2 separate regions of the Mus musculus genome follow, and region 1 is linked to region 2. Evidence: chromatin contacts called from public promoter capture Hi-C data. All regions are on one chromosome and are shown on one strand. The core of a region is the stretch at or near the end of the contact, and the rest is flanking DNA. Distances in the headings are between cores, read along the strand shown.

The links. Promoter capture Hi-C pulls out the DNA fragments that hold promoters and counts their contacts.
Region 1: a promoter capture Hi-C map of hippocampal neurons shows a contact between it and region 2, with 5 times the contacts expected there. The contact joins the enhancer-like site here to the promoter of Parvg in region 2. A contact is called at or near these places in 6 of 39 promoter capture datasets (the 3T3-L1 cell line, the C10 cell line, the SN4741 cell line and 3 more), 2 of 15 datasets of contacts at CTCF or cohesin (the NIH/3T3 cell line and large pre-B cells), 4 of 484 Hi-C or Micro-C datasets (the MNK3 cell line, the N1E-115 cell line, bone marrow-derived macrophages and 1 more), 16 of 115 datasets of contacts at active chromatin or transcription factors (the 230-238 cell line, DN3 thymocytes, T-cell acute lymphoblastic leukemia and 11 more) and 4 of 9 other capture datasets (adipose tissue, liver, macrophages and 1 more).

Annotation. Positions count from the first base shown.
Region 1 is chr15:84,608,988-84,611,687 of GRCm38.p6, forward strand. No RefSeq gene overlaps it. Among named protein-coding and RNA genes, the nearest start is that of Gm34201, 17 kb to the right of the region's middle. Within about 2 kb of position 1,349, at least 41 of the 459 cell types and tissues checked have an H3K27ac peak or open chromatin away from gene starts, as enhancers often do. A contact at or near this core is called in DN3 thymocytes, the N1E-115 cell line, extraembryonic endoderm stem cells and 1 more, where this site is marked.
Region 2 is chr15:84,323,438-84,326,137 of GRCm38.p6, forward strand. Parvg (parvin, gamma) reads left to right here and starts at 1,283. Exons shown (of 13, transcript NM_022321.4): 1 at 1,283-1,394.

The DNA.
Region 1 (2,700 bases), core at 99-2,598, 290 kb after region 2:
GTTAAAGATAACCCAAGATAATTTGTAATTAGCCTCTGGATCGGAAACATTCTAACTGTTCTACAGTTGTTTGAAGTTCCCATCTGTCAATCAGCATATAAGGGGTGTGGCTTCCTTTTTGAGAAACTTTGCTGGAACAGGGCAGGAGCTGAGCAGTGGACTGTGACCACTGAAGGTGATGGGGAACAGAAAGGACCCAGAGAGGCCTCTCCTGGTGGCCTCAGAGACAATTGCTGATAATCTCCCGGTGTTCTCTGGAGTGGGTGGGGACAGGCCTGACACAATGCGGTTACTTTCTTATCTTCTCTATCGCTTACCACCACCAGCACCCACCCAGCCCACCCCGGAGTTCCCAGTGAACTGTGCCCCAGATTAAACAATAGTCAGCAAGCCATAAAACGGGGTGTGCTCTGGTGGAATCTGGGGACTAGGGAAACAATCTTGCCCTGTCCCTGCCCTTGAGGGTAAAGGGTTCTAGGTTCTTATCCACCCCATCCCCCACCCGTGAAAGAACTGAGCAGAGACACACAGATACAGCAGAAGCCATGGCCTCTGATTTTTCAAAAGATCCACTACCAAGGGGTGAGCCCAACCAGCAGAGTACAAAAGGCTTGGATGATAGAGGGAAGGTTTGGGGGCTCATTTGCATAGAGCGGTCCTTGCTGCACAGGCTCTCCCTCACTTGTAGTTCCACGCCCAGCTTCATGCATCCTGTGTCTCATTGGCATCTTAAGTCTCCATCCAGGGGTGAGCCACACATCACCTGTGGACACTAGAGTGACGACATCCATGACAGTAGCCAGACTTACTTGACCACATCTGTTATTTTCCCATAATGCCGACTGTTTTAAAACTTTCCAGTCCAGACCACGTTGTCTGAGCAATTTCTTCTGCTTCAGTATCACTGCTTGTAAGACCCTGTGGCCACGTCAGGCCATCTAGATACTCCAGAACAATTACCTACTTGCAGGGTCCTAATCTTATCTTCGCCTCTGTAATGTCCCTTCGACAATGCAAGATTCAAGGTGGATTGGGGAAGGTCACGTGGCTAAAGCCAGAGCTGGCAACCCTAGTAGGAAGATGAAAACATGCCAGCAGGGACTAGCTTTGACTCCTTTAATCGCCCCCCAACACCTGCAGAGGAGAACTTGGCTCTTAAGTCTCTAATCTGGAAGACAGGCTCCATGCCCCGCCCACCAGAGACAGCGCACTTAGTGGGGATCAAAGCAGCTCCTGTCTCTAGCCAGAAAGAGGAAGAAGCAGCTAAGAGCTCCCAGCCCCAGCTCAGAGCCAGCTGAGTACACGAGCTCTGTGTGTATACACCACACCCCTGCTCCAAGTGCCACCCACGTGCAGGCGCAAAGCTTGATCAGCGCCATCTCCCCACAGATGCGGGAGCGCTGACATCAGCAGGAGAGCCTTGGATGCTATCTGAGGTGACTTGTAGATCAAGTGTATTCTCGGAGCAGAGCTCATTGACACAGAAGATGTCTGTGGGGGTTGAATCCTTATAATGACGACACTCTAGGAGAGCATATGCCCACCCCACCAACTGCAGGCTGGACCCTCTAGTATCCTGTCCTTGCCTGTACCTGGACACCCGCTTCCAGTCTATACACCTGCATCTGACTAGAGAGAAGCCCCTTTCCACTGCCCTCACCAGCCAGGAAGAGCCAGCAACGTTTTACAGCTGGCCAGTCCCAAGCCTACTCTTCTCAGCACTCAATAGCTTCTTCCTGTCCCTTAGGGGACACCTGCTTTTCTGGGGTCCCTCCAACCTCGAGTGCCCGAGAAAATTATTTCCCTGATCAAATATTCATGGGTCTGTCAAGCCTGAAATAAGCCTACAAAGAAGAAAGGCAATTTGTGTCCGGCATAAATGCTTGACAGGGTGCGTGAAACCCCGCAGCTGGCTTCTGAGTCGTCCCTGGGCCCCTTCTCCTCCACCCTCTAACAGTAGACCTCTCAGGCAGATGCGCTGTGCGGTCTGGAACTCCTGCAGGACTCTGCCCTTCATCATCTGTGCAATACCGAACAAGAGGCCGGTGTTCCTTTGACACAGCCTCCCACTTCTGCAAAGTCCTGCTGTCCTGGAAGCAGTGACTCCAGACTCTGGGGACACCAGTGCAGGCCTCTCAGATGAGGCCAAGTAGTCAGGGCCACGACCCCATGAGGGGCCATCACTGTCTCACACATCGACTCCTTTATCCTTAACCTGCCTCACAAGAATGAAGCAACAGCAAGACAAGGCACTCAATGCCAGACTTCGGTTCTGCCCGCCTGGAGCTCGGATCACCCATGTGAGGACTCCCACCACCCGTGTCACTGTGAAGACTGCTTGTCTGGTACTTTGGAGACCATGAATGGTAAATTTGGAATGTTCCAGGAAAACAAAAGGCCAGTGCGGGAGAGACAAGAGAGGAGAGATGTGAGCAGAGACTCAGGAGACCATACTGGATGGGTGGGCACAGGTCCATCACTATGTTCTTACCAGAGGGAATTTGGATGTAAAAAAAAACCTAGAGAGGAGAGTCTAGGGGGGTGCAAAGCAGAAGTGGGAGGGGTGAAACTAGGAGGCCAGGGAAATGTCCCTGTTTCCAGAAAAACCTAGAGCCAGAAGGGGCAGGAAGGAACCCTCCTGTGTATTCTAGATACATAGGAATCACATTCCGATGTATACCCTGGTCTCAGACTTCTGGT
Region 2 (2,700 bases), core at 33-2,532:
TTCTGAGAGCTGGATCACACATGTCCTCTCCCATGCCTAGTTTATGAGGTGCCGGGGATTGAACTCGGGGCTTCCTGCATGCTAGACAGACACTCTATCAATTGAGCTCTATTTCCAGCCTCCATCAGGCATTTTGTCATAGGACCAACACAGTCCTTTAAGCAATAACAGCCATCAAAATATGCTCATTGATCCCATTTTGTGCCTGGTGCTATTGTAGGCACTGACTTTTAGTAGTGAGTGGGAAAGATGGGTTCCAACCTGTAGAGCTCCTGGTTTGATGGTGAGACAGCTATCAGGCACCAGCCCATGTCATCAGCTGATCTAGCATGGCTGCACACCGGGTGTGATGGCGCACGCCTTTAATCCCAGCACTCGGGAGGCAGAGGCAGGCAGATTTCTGAGTTCGAGGCTAGCCTGGTCTACAAAGTGAGTTCCAGGACAGCCAGGGCTACACAGAGAAACCCTGTCTCGAAGAAAAGGAAAAAAAAGGATAGTTTTAGCATGGCTGCAAGCCCAAGACCATTGTAAAAGAAAAGGATGTTGTGGAAGACTTCCTATAGGAGGAGGTACCAAAGCTCATGCCAAGAAGGAGTTGTGAGCCATGTGAAGAGTTGAGCAGAGCTTACAAGACATGGGGACAGGCATTGTGACATCAAAGTAAAAGCCTGAGGCACTGGCAGAGAACAGGCAGGTGTTGTGCGGTTTATAGGGAGAGGATGGGAGGGCTGGGGAAGCTGGGGAAAGTAGCTTGTGGGTGCAGAGACTCGGGCTGAGACCTGGAGACTGGCTTTATTTAGGAGCCTTTGGCTGGGTGTAGTGGCTCCTGCCTGTAACTCAGATATGTAAGAGATGGAGGCAGGAGAATCAGGAGTTGAAGGACCACCTCAGCTTGGTGACTTTGAGGTCAGTCTGAGCTACATGAGACTGTCTTGAAGTTAGTCCATCAGCAAGTGAGAAAGCAAGCAAGCTTGGTTGGAGCAAGCAAGCTTGGTTGGAGGGCCGCTCAGAGGGAGGCAGAGGTGCAGGCTGGGCACCATGAGAAAAAGGCAGTGGAGAACACAGTTTGCTGTTGGGGTCCTATCCTTGCTGTTATGTTTCAGACAGTGATTGTCTGGATTGATGGAGAGGCGGGGGCAGGGAGGGAAGTATGAGAGACCCCGTGATGCCATGGAGTCTTGGAAGACTAGGGGCAGGGGTTCTGGCAGTCTTTCAGTGGATTTAGGGTACCTCGCTCATCAGCAACTTAGAGGAGGAAGCTGTCTGCAGCCACCGGGGTGGCAGAGGAAGTGAACAGAAGCCCTGCCTTCCACCTCCGGAACCTGTCTGCGTTGGGAACCTGGTCACCCTCTAAGCTAGTGGGCTCCATTTCCTGATTTGAAAAGAAGCAGCGGGTGAGTGCATCTAATCTTTGGCCTGTGGGGTCCCTGAGCTATTAGAATCTTCTACCTGTTCACATGTCCGGGTAGTGGACCTCAGAGAGGAAGGTGGAGAGGTTCCTTGAATAGAAACCCAGAGGCACATCTCAGCTGGGAGCTCACAGTCAGGGGGATCTGCCAAAGGGGAGCCCCACATCCAGCCACGTTGCTGAGGCCATTGCATCATTTTACTGAGGATCTGTGAGACCCGTCCCCACAGGAAAGCTCTGACTACCTCCCCCACAGCCAGATGAGCAGTTTTCAGACCAGAGCCACTCAGAGCTTTACCGCATGAGAGAAAGCCGAGTTCCCCACCATGAAGAAACTGCTGTTTGGGGCAGGGAAGGAACCCACCTGGGACCGGTCACCAGAGGCAGTTTCAGGTCTATGTGTACTTGGCTGGACACAGGGTCTAGCTTCTCCCTGTAGAGTTGCATCAGAGTCAAAGAGAGAGCGTGCTGGCCTATAGTCACCCAGTCTGAGTAGGAGGAGCTGGCTGGGGCCCAGGCTCCCCACCCCAGCCCAACTCTCTTTTCTCTTGCTCAGTTTGTGGGGTTTGGAACTCATTCCCAGGGGGCTCTGGCCTTTTGCTCCTGGCTTCAGGGTAGGACTCAGTTTCCCAAGGTTCCCAGGCTGTAGCCAGTTTGAGGATGGTGGCTCTCAGCACCGCCCCCCCCCCCCCCCCAGTGCCTCTTCTTCAGCACAACTCTCAGGTTCCTTGTTGTGAATTTCCTTCCAGTTTGACCCCAGACCTCCAGTATCCCAGTGAGCCTGGGAATCCCAGGCTCGTGCAGAGGCTGAACGAGGGACATAAGGGAAGAGTCAAAGGTGGCCATGCGGCAAATGAAACTTCCAGAGGGGAAGTGTGGGCGGAAGAACCAGAAGTAGGTTAGGGAACCAGAAGGGGGCCATTAGCTTCTGAATCTGATCCTTGCTGGGTACGGGCAGGCCTGACAGTGCTCATCACGAAGCTGGCTGTGGGGGATGGGAAGGTGGGGTGGGATGGGACTGCTGGTCTCAGTCTCAGGCCTGACACTGCGCATTGCATTGTGAGGCTGGGGCGGGGGCGGGGAAGACACGACACACTGCTGGTCTCAGGCCCATCACGAGGACGAGGAGGGACTGCTGGTCTTTCACAAGGAGCACGAGCTCTGGGCTTCGTGAGCAAAAGCCCTGACAGACCACACCCCAAGTCTGGGGGTGCGGAGCCAATTGGCGAAAGACTCATTCAAAACTGGAGGCTGGATGGGCCAGCCTCCCTCTGTGAGGCAAGCTAACATGG